Regions from separate parts of the Mus musculus genome. Here all the other regions are linked to region 1. Evidence: chromatin contacts called from public Hi-C and promoter capture Hi-C data. All regions are on one chromosome and are shown on one strand. Each heading gives the region's core, a stretch centred on a gene start, on an enhancer-like site or on the middle of the called end of the contact. The rest is flanking DNA. Distances are from core to core; before and after follow the strand shown. Region 1 holds the start of Mgst1 (microsomal glutathione S-transferase 1). Region 2 holds the start of Ptpro (protein tyrosine phosphatase, receptor type, O). Region 3 overlaps Ptpro (protein tyrosine phosphatase, receptor type, O).

What was found. Hi-C and Micro-C count contacts between places; a contact is called where the count stands out from the background. Capture Hi-C pulls out chosen DNA fragments and counts their contacts.
Region 2: a contact with region 1 is called in a promoter capture Hi-C map of adipose tissue, with 2.9 times the contacts expected there. The contact joins the promoter of Ptpro here to the promoter of Mgst1 in region 1. A contact is called at or near these places in 2 of 39 promoter capture datasets (the 3T3-L1 cell line and embryonic stem cells) and 1 of 9 other capture datasets (adipose tissue).
Region 3: a contact with region 1 is called in a Hi-C map of uterus, with 3 times the contacts expected there. The contact joins the enhancer-like site here to the promoter of Mgst1 in region 1. A contact is called at or near these places in 3 of 39 promoter capture datasets (the 3T3-L1 cell line, liver and pre-B cells) and 3 of 484 Hi-C or Micro-C datasets (liver and uterus).

The regions. Positions count from the first base shown.
Region 1 is chr6:138,138,949-138,141,893 of GRCm38.p6, forward strand. It overlaps Mgst1 (microsomal glutathione S-transferase 1), which reads left to right and starts at 1,579. Exons shown (of 4, transcript NM_019946.5): 1 at 1,579-1,658.
Region 2 is chr6:137,250,802-137,253,746 of GRCm38.p6, forward strand. Ptpro (protein tyrosine phosphatase, receptor type, O) reads left to right here and starts at 1,498. Exons shown (of 27, transcript NM_011216.3): 1 at 1,498-1,959. The coding sequence starts at 1,885.
Region 3 is chr6:137,454,168-137,457,112 of GRCm38.p6, forward strand. Ptpro (protein tyrosine phosphatase, receptor type, O) reads left to right here. Exons shown (of 27, transcript NM_011216.3): 25 at 418-553. Among named protein-coding and RNA genes, the nearest start is that of Gm52924, 180 kb to the left of the region's middle. Within about 2 kb of position 1,379, at least 63 of the 459 cell types and tissues checked have an H3K27ac peak or open chromatin away from gene starts, as enhancers often do. A contact at or near this core is called in uterus, where this site is marked.

The DNA of each region.
Region 1 (2,945 bases), core at 329-2,828:
GCAACAGATCTTTCTGCTATATGCACACGTAAAATCACATTTACCAGATGGTCAATAATTAGTAGGGCGTTACAGCAGAAACCCTTTATGTATTGATTAACTAGCCGATAGTTTGGACAAAGTTCAATGAGATCATTAGATGACTGAGATGCTCTTTGTAAAAGTGTGCCCTTGTTTTCCCACTGGCTTTCCGAAGATAAGAGTTAAGAATTTTTGTGCACCTTTCTGTGTAATCTTGCCTTCAGGATTTGTGCTGTCTTCCTTGGTGTAAATGAAGAGCTCTTTAAGTCCTTGCAGTACTAACCGCTCTCAAGGAAATTCAGAAAGCTCTGCTCCACTGCACTCAGTGTTCTGGTGTGGCCCCAGAGAGGAACTGAACAATGTTTTCAACTGAAATGAAAAGGTCGACCAAACACTCTTTTCAGATGTTCTACCAATCATGCCTTTAAAGAAACCATCTTCAGGACTGACTGACTTCAGCTTGGGTCAGCACATTGCTTCTTAATTCCTTTTAGTTTTTGGAAGGGATATAAAATAGAACTGTCTACTGAATCTTGAAAGTCAGAATCAGAGTGGGTCCTGGTGAGAAAAATCTTAGCCCTTGGGGGCTGAGGCAGGAATGGTCATAAGTTTGTGTACAGACTAGTGTGTACCACGCGTTCCAGACAGGGCTAAGTAACAAAATCCTCTCTAAAACGACAAATAAAACCAAACCAAAGAGGCACCCAGCTAAAACTCAGAAAATTAAGTGGTTCATACTGAAGAAGGAGGAGGAAGAAGACGAAGAGGAGGAAAATGAAGAAATAAAAAAGAGAATAATCGTGTAAAAGAAAGGAAGGAATAGAAAGAAAGGAAGAAAGAAAGAGAGAGAGAGAGGGAAGGAGGACAGGAGGGAGGAGGACAGAAGGGAGGGAGGGAGGGAGGGAGGGAAGAAAAGAAAAGAAAGGAAAAGAAAAGAAAAGAAAAGAAAAGAAAAGAAAAGGAAAGAAAAGAAAAGAAAAGAGAAAGACTGATTGATTCTCAGAGCAATGTGGGGCACAGGTGTAAACTGGTAAAGTTCCCGAGTGAAATGTTGCAGATGGGAACTTATCAACCTTAGAGCTCTCAGAGCTGGAGCTTGGCCATTACTGTGGGGCTCTGTGATGTGCAATAGCTTTGATGTTGCCCTAACGACCCTGCCCCCTTGCAACACTTTCCTAAGTCACTGTGAAACAAGTTAGTTGCCTAACAGACTCATAATTTCGCAGGTTTCACTTTGCACCCTGAAGGTATTCACAGCAATAGAGCCCCTCCCCCGAGATTTACATTTCCTTAAAACATTTTCTTTTTAGGTTTTCCAAATTCAACACTAAGGTCTTTTTGTTTCCAGCGACATAAAAGTTAGCAACCCCTTCCTTGCTTCCCTTCTTCCGGAGCCGGAACAGAACTGCCAAGATCCTTAGCAGAGAAAGACCCTCACCAGCCACAGCAGTTTCGGGGCGATTCAGGGGTGGGATTTGGCAAGCTCCGAAGGCGGGGCTTGGCACGGTCAGGAGGCGGGGTGATTAATAGAAAAATAGCCTGAAAAAGGGCGGTGCCAGCGCGGGTCCTGTTGGTGAAAAGTCCCAGAAGTGCACAGGCTCGGCAGGACAACTTGCAGCCCTTCTCCCTGGATTCAGGTGGGTGCTGCGCACGGCCACGGTGCTGCTCCCAGGCTAGGAGTGGGTGGGTGCAAGGGGCCGGTGGGTGGCAGGTGTAAGGCTAGAGAGTGGCTGTGCCTGTTTGAAAAGCCTTTGTTCCCTTTAGTTGTTTAAATGACCACCCCCCGCCCCCATTTTTGTGGCCCGCTCTAAATGAGAATTGTGCTTTTCTGTTCCTGCATTAAGTTTTCCTTTCTCAAACTCCAAGAAGAAACTTGGGAGCACGAGTCTTTTCATGTTTAAGAGATGGTTTTCTTATTTCTTATTTTCAAGCCCAAGTAGCATTCCCTTTGAAAGGGTCTCTTGATCTTGAGGGGAGGGGAAAAAAAATACATGCAAGTTGTAACAAGATGAGAAGTCACTGCGGTTTCAGCAACTTCTGTCCTTTCCCAGGGAGTAAAACCCTACAGTGTCCCGGGTGACTTGGACATGCAGGCCTTTCAACTTGTTGAAAAGTTGTTTGCTTTTCTAGATTCTCCTGTGGTAGGCAAGAGAAATCTCTACAAGTCTTTACACTGGTACTTTTGATATCATATGACTTACAGACTTAGCAGAGCAGCAGAGCGTGCTCTGTTGTGACTGTAGCCTGATGACCAAAGACCTGAGGGCGCAGCCCTTGGGCAGCTACTCCCCAGAGCCGCCCTCCCCTGTGGCCACTGTAGTCTGGCCCCACTGAGGCTGTAGGGAAGGTGCCTGGGACTCTGATCATGTGTGTATTTCTGTTCTTCCTCTGTTGCAGCCCTCTTTTCTGTCCTCACAACAAATGTGTTTGCTGCTTTCGATCCATTGAAAATTGAAGAGTCATGGCCTTGTGGCTGTGTGCCCAGATTTTCCAAGTTTCACAATACTGATGCAGATAGGGCAAACAGTTTTGAGAAGAAAAGAACTTTGCTTTTTCTTGGCTGAGGGCCCATGAGGAGAAAGAGGAGTATTTCTCAACTGCAGATAGCACTGGGGCAAAATATGACAACAGGAGTTACAGGAGAAGCTTCCAGGAAATGAGAAAACAGCACCCCACAATTCCTAGAATGGAATTGTGAGTCCAGGAACTATACAGGTCGGCGATGACAGGGCTCCAGAGACAGGCAGGTGGGGTCTCCAGTCTCCATTGTACCACCTGGCCTTATTTATACCCTACTCAAGCTTCTTTCCTTCAAAGTAGAAGAAAATGGTTTCTGTGTCGGAGTCTTTCATCCCAAGCTGTTTTCAGTCAACTGGTGGGCATCCCTTTGCTCTCTCCTGACAGGCATCCTGGGTAGGTGAAGA
Region 2 (2,945 bases), core at 248-2,747, 890 kb before region 1:
TAGGTAGGGGTATTTAAAGTAATGCATTATTTTGAAAGTACCTTTTGCATTTATATGATTAATATTTGAGCAAAATTGCTTCCTAATGCCTAAAATAGATCAAACATTCCTATCCCAAATATATATATGTGTGTGTGTATACACACACACACACACACACACACACACATGTATATGCACAATTAACCTTACATATGTATTTAATTCACATACTGATACTAAAATAAAACTCTATTTAAAAGAATAACTTCTGGCATCTTGTGAGTACCACTTAGGCCCCAACTTGAGCATCTCTGTCTGGAAATTAGATCACTGTGGAGCCTCTTTGATGTAGCTGGAAATGGAAAACCACTTTCAAAAGCTTCAAAATAAAAGAAAAACATATCAGACCAAAGGCTCTGAAAGTGCAGGTCTGAGGAGCCATTTCTTAGAAAGCACTCGAGTTTGGCCCAGAAGTGGGAAGCAGGGAAAACCTTGGGGGGGGGAGAGGGAGGGAGGGCATGAGAGTCAGGCCAACAAAGGACAGGCACGAGGGCGCTGAACAGAAGTCCATCAAGGCTGTGTACTGAGGTAGCTTTGGTGCCAGCAAGGGAAACACTCACACACAAGCCCAGAGCCTCGTTCTGTTTTCTGAAGAACTGTTAGTGCCTCGATCTATTCATGCAAAAATTCCTAATCCAAACCTTTAGTTTATAGTCCTCATGTAGAAAAAGATGAGCACACACGACTCTGATCCTATAGCAGGCCACCATTCCTCAGCTGTGTCCCAGAGTGCTGGTGACACACTCCTAAGTGCACCGCCAGGGTGCCCTTTTCTGTCACCTGATACCACACTTTGAAGGATAAAAACAAAATTCCAGCACCTCAGGGCCCACCCAGGACATTTACATGATAAAAAGAAATGACTTAATATAATGAATCCCACTTTTTATTTTTAATATAGAGTTGTCTTTCAAAAACTACACAAAACCTCTAGAGACAGATAAGTAGACATGAGACACACTTCATGGAAATCGTTGCTTGTGATTCTAAATTCTTAGATTAGTTAGTTATTCATGGATAATTCAGAGTACTTAGTGTGTTCACACACAGAGAGAATATATTACACACTTATTCTAAATACGTGTAAAATACTGTGAGCTAGGTGTGGGCAGCAGGATAAGAGGGGGAAACGCACAGAATTATTCAGTTTCCCTAGCTGATTATAGGATGCTATGGGGGAATTGAACTGAGGTCGGGGGGTATAGAAGTTGAGATTCACTCCTCTTTTCGAAAACATTAAGTGTCACTTGTAGTGTCACTTGTAAATACAAGGGCAAAGGAACGGGGGGGGGGGGTTGAGAAGGGCCTGAGATAAGAGAGAGGGGAAACCCTCAAACAACTCTTCCTAGGAGACTCTGGAAAGGCTGAGGCGGAGCCTGGTCTGGGGGGCTGCCTAGCAATGGGAAGCAGGCAGGCCCTGGTGGGAGGACCCAAGATCTGCACTTGAGGAGTTCCTTGCTCTGAGAGAGAACACCACTGTTGCTAGGGGGCCGCGGAGGGTTGTCTGCCTGCGGAGCTCGGGCAGCTCCTTCCGCACGCCGACCCCTGCCTCCCGTGGCAACCGCTGTAGCTGTGGCGCAGAGCCTCGCCCACTGCCATCCCCACCCTCTCCATCCTTAGCCATTAAACAACGCCGGCTCCAAGCACGTTCTAGCAGGACTCGGGCACAGAAGAGGAGAGCGATCCATCCGGGGGCACAGGACGACCTGCCAGGCGACATGCGGCCGCCCGGAGCCGCCCGGGCGCCCGAAGTCTGAGGCTGCCAGCCGGGACTGGTCATTGTAAGCGCCACGGAGAACTGCTGGCGCTGCCGTTCCCTCCCCGGTCCCTGGTCGCGCCGCGATGGGGCACCTGCCTAGGGGAACGCTCGGGGGCCGCCGCCTGCTACCTCTGCTCGGGCTCTTTGTGCTGCTCAAGGTAGGGTCCCCCAGTCCTCGGAGATGGGGATCCATCCCGCCGTGGGGAGCTATTCGCTCAGGGTGCGGTGACCAGGCGGAGAGCGCCAGTCGCACACGCTTTGTCCTCAGAGCGGTGCCGGGTGGGCTGCGTAGCTGCGGGTGGAAAGATCTGGAAGTTTGAGCCTTCCAGTTGTCTCCCTTTGTACTCTGCTACCTCAGCGATGAGCTTGCGGGATAGAGCTTTCTCAGGCAAAATGAGGGCACTTTTTTTAGTGGTTCCCACTGCACCCCTATGCCACTTCACCTTCGCGCCCTCCCCCAGTGAAGCCTCGGTACAGCTGCTTTGTCTCAGTCAGTTTGCCTTCTGCGGGAGGGAATCACACGCAGGGCGCTGAGCTCTGGACTAGACGCACCGGCCAGGCGGGGCGAGGGAGAGGGCTCCATTGAATAAGGAATCGGTTCAACTCCCAAGGAGGTCACTCCCTGTCTTACCCTCCATCCACCTAGGGATGCCTGGTAAAACTCTACACAGTTCCATCCTCTCGTAACAGGATGCTGCCACTGATTTTTAATGGTGGAATATATGATTTATAAAACTCACCTTTTCCTATCCTCTTTGGAACGTGTGGCTCAAAATTGTACTTTGAGAAAAAAAAGTGAAAAGGAAAATACTGTTTAAAAAAGAAAAACAAAATCTTGACACTTCAAGCATGTAGTGTTTTTATTTTTTAAGCTGTTTTCTTGGCATATGAAGGGAAGTTGGGAATTGGTACCCCCTCACTCCGGGTTCCGAAGGTCTGCTTTCCTTCCTAGTCCTTTCTCCCTTCTTGCCCCAGCAACTGAAGGATGGCCACAGGTGATCGGGAGCTATCCTTTCAGCACCATGAGGATACCTAGCTAGAGGAGGTCAGCCCGTTAATGACTGCAAATGTTTCCGCATTAAGCAGTCACTTCTTGCTTATATGCCCATTAATTATGAATGCTCCCCAAGGTTATAGTGAACAG
Region 3 (2,945 bases), core at 129-2,628, 680 kb before region 1:
ACGTGTGTGTGTGTGTGTGTGTGTCTGTCTGTCTGTCTGTCTGTCTGTCTGTCTGTCTGTCTGTCTACCCCTGAGACAGAAGGCTGTTAATATGCATCCTTGCCTAAAGGGGAGCGTGAACCATCTCCTCCTTGGGCTGCTCAGTGTACCGTCTTCACTTTCCTCCAAAAACAGAGAGCTCAGGGCAGAAATGGTGCAAAGCCTTACCTCTATAGCGAATGATGTGATGGTAAAAAATGTGGCCTCTAAGCAGCACCAGCCACCTCAGCATCCTCAGGACCCAGCTAAGTGCAAGGCACTGTGGGAGAACAGGTTCCCCCTTTCATTGCTGTCTGTCTGCTTTAGAGATCTCCAGTTGGTTTCCAGCAGTGCAGAAGCCCTGTGAGACTTACGTGTTATCTGAACCTTCTTTTGCAGTGCGGGTGTGGGACGGACAGGAACCTTCATTGCCCTGGACAGGCTCCTGCAACACATTCGAGATCATGAATTTGTGGACATCTTAGGGCTGGTATCAGAGATGCGCTCATACCGAATGTCAATGGTACAGACAGAGGTAGGAACAGCATCGACGTGTGCGCTTAAGTTTGCTCTTGATGGAAAGCATCCTATTACCCAACGTTTGGTTTTAATCGGGCTGTCTCAGTGTCTTTACACCTGTCTTTCCCAGTTTCTTGCTGTGCATATTTGAAACTACCCCATTCCAAATGAATAGGTAGCAAGCTCTCAAAAGGCCGTGGTGTAAATAGTCACACTACTTGCCTGGCTTCATCTGCCTTCTAGGAATATGGAGCACGTGGGCGTGTCTGAAATAGAATCAACCCCTTTTGAGCAGTATGGCGCTCGCTGAAGGTAGCAGTCAGCCTGGGTAAGGAAGACTGTAGGACAGATGTGGTTTGATTTCTACTTGAGATGACAGACTGGTCAGTAAGTTTGTCACTGGGCTTGTTCCTCCATGTGACTCTGTCTTCACTCACTTCTGATAATAACCCTTGGTTGTTGGATTTGTGATCTCTCTCTAGGCTTTCAGGATTGCCAGCCCCCAATCCACCTCCCCTGCCCTATTACTTAAATCACTGGTTCTCAATCTCTAGGTTGCAGCCCATCTGGGGGTTATAGATTAGATGTCAGGCACATCAGATATTTCTATTACATGTCATAACAGCAGCAAAATTACAGTTATGAAGTAGCAATGAACTAATTATTATGATTGGGGGTCACCACAACATGAGGAATGTATTACAGGGTCACAGCATTGGGAAGGTTGAGAACCAATGCCTTAAATGAACAGGCGGTGTATCCCAGAATTCCCCCAGTCTTATTAACCAGTGTCCCCTTTGCCTCCTCGTCTCCCAAGTCCTTCTTTCCCGTGAGGCTTTAGAATGTGCTCAGCCTGGAAGGACAGCTCCAGGCAGCCTTGTGCTGCCCCGCAGCAACAGCCAGAGTACACCGGTGTGACTGCCAAAACCCGAGTACACTGGCTTTTCTATAATCCAGACCACTGGGCTATTAGGTACTCCCTGGCCTCAAGGGCACAATAGAGCTTTTCCTGGAGAAGAATGTGGGGGGCGGAATCTTCTGGACTAGAACAACGCCAGGCCTGACTTCTCTCTGCTTTAACGTGTTGTTCTTCCTCCTGCAGCTTCGTTCAAGAACCACTAGATGTCAGTATAACTCAAATAGCCTGGAGGGTAATGGCAGAGTCTCTCCAACACCGACTTCTTACTCTTTGGTTTCCTACCCCCAGCTCACTCCCATCACCACAGCTGCATCTTAGCAAGGCTTGGCAGAACCATTCAAACATATTCATTGCCAAGCTGCTCCCAGGGCACGGTAGTTTGGAGGTAGTGACTCATTAGCAAACGTCTGAATGACAGTTAGGACGCATACCCAGGCAGGATGTTTTCCCATTAGGAGAAGCTTCTTTTTGCAATAGATGGCAACTCGCATGGAGACACACAACTGGTAAGACTACAGAAAATAAGAGACTACAGAGTGACCTGCCATAAACGGGAGTTATATAGCCACACCCTTTCCCCTAGAGGCTCGGGGAGCATCCCGAAAGAGGGGACAGAAAGATCACAAGAGGCAGGCGCAGCAGATCACACTAAGCCAGCACTGTTTTCTTCCCGCAGCAGAGCACTTGAGATAAGAACTTATAGCAGTAGTGACAGCATGCTCAAACCCTGAGTGAGATCAAGCTGGACAAAATCCCAGCACGGATACAGGGAGGTGGGCATTAGGGTGCTATGGACAACTGTTGACCTTTTGGGAGAAGCAGGTAGTTAGAAAAGGGATGCAAGGCTTAGGGAACTACCCACAATCCTGTAGATATTCCACATCTATGCACATACAGACAACATTAAGTATCCTCAGTGGGTCTGGAAAACAAACAAAAACAAACAAAAACAAAACAGAGCATGTGACGTCGGAAGGGGGAGGTGCTGGTGGGGATAAGGGAGAGATGTCATGGGAGGGAATGAGGGCTGGATTTCAGCCTGAAGTTTTGGTTGTTTACTTCCATAAACACATATTCTGATATGCAATAAAACTATCTCCGTTACATTTATATGTAATAGACGCTTTAAAAAACATATTCTTACATGATAACAGTTCATAACCTGTGGGTCCATTACGCCTTTGGCTGTTGAACTACCCTTTCGCAGGGTTCGCCGAAGACCATCAGAAAACACAATGTTTGCATTACAATTCATAACAGTAGCAAACTTATAGTTATGAAGTAGCAACAAAGATAATTTTACGGTTGGGAGTCATCACAACATGAGGGATTGTATTAAAGGGTCCCAGCGTGAGGAAGGCTGAGAACCTGTTTTGTGGTGTGTGTAAATCCCCACACTTCAAAGCACGTCTTGTTCTAAGCATCTTGTTTGATGAATTATGCAACTTGTCCCCTTAATCGATACCTCTTTACAATTTTGAAGATGTTG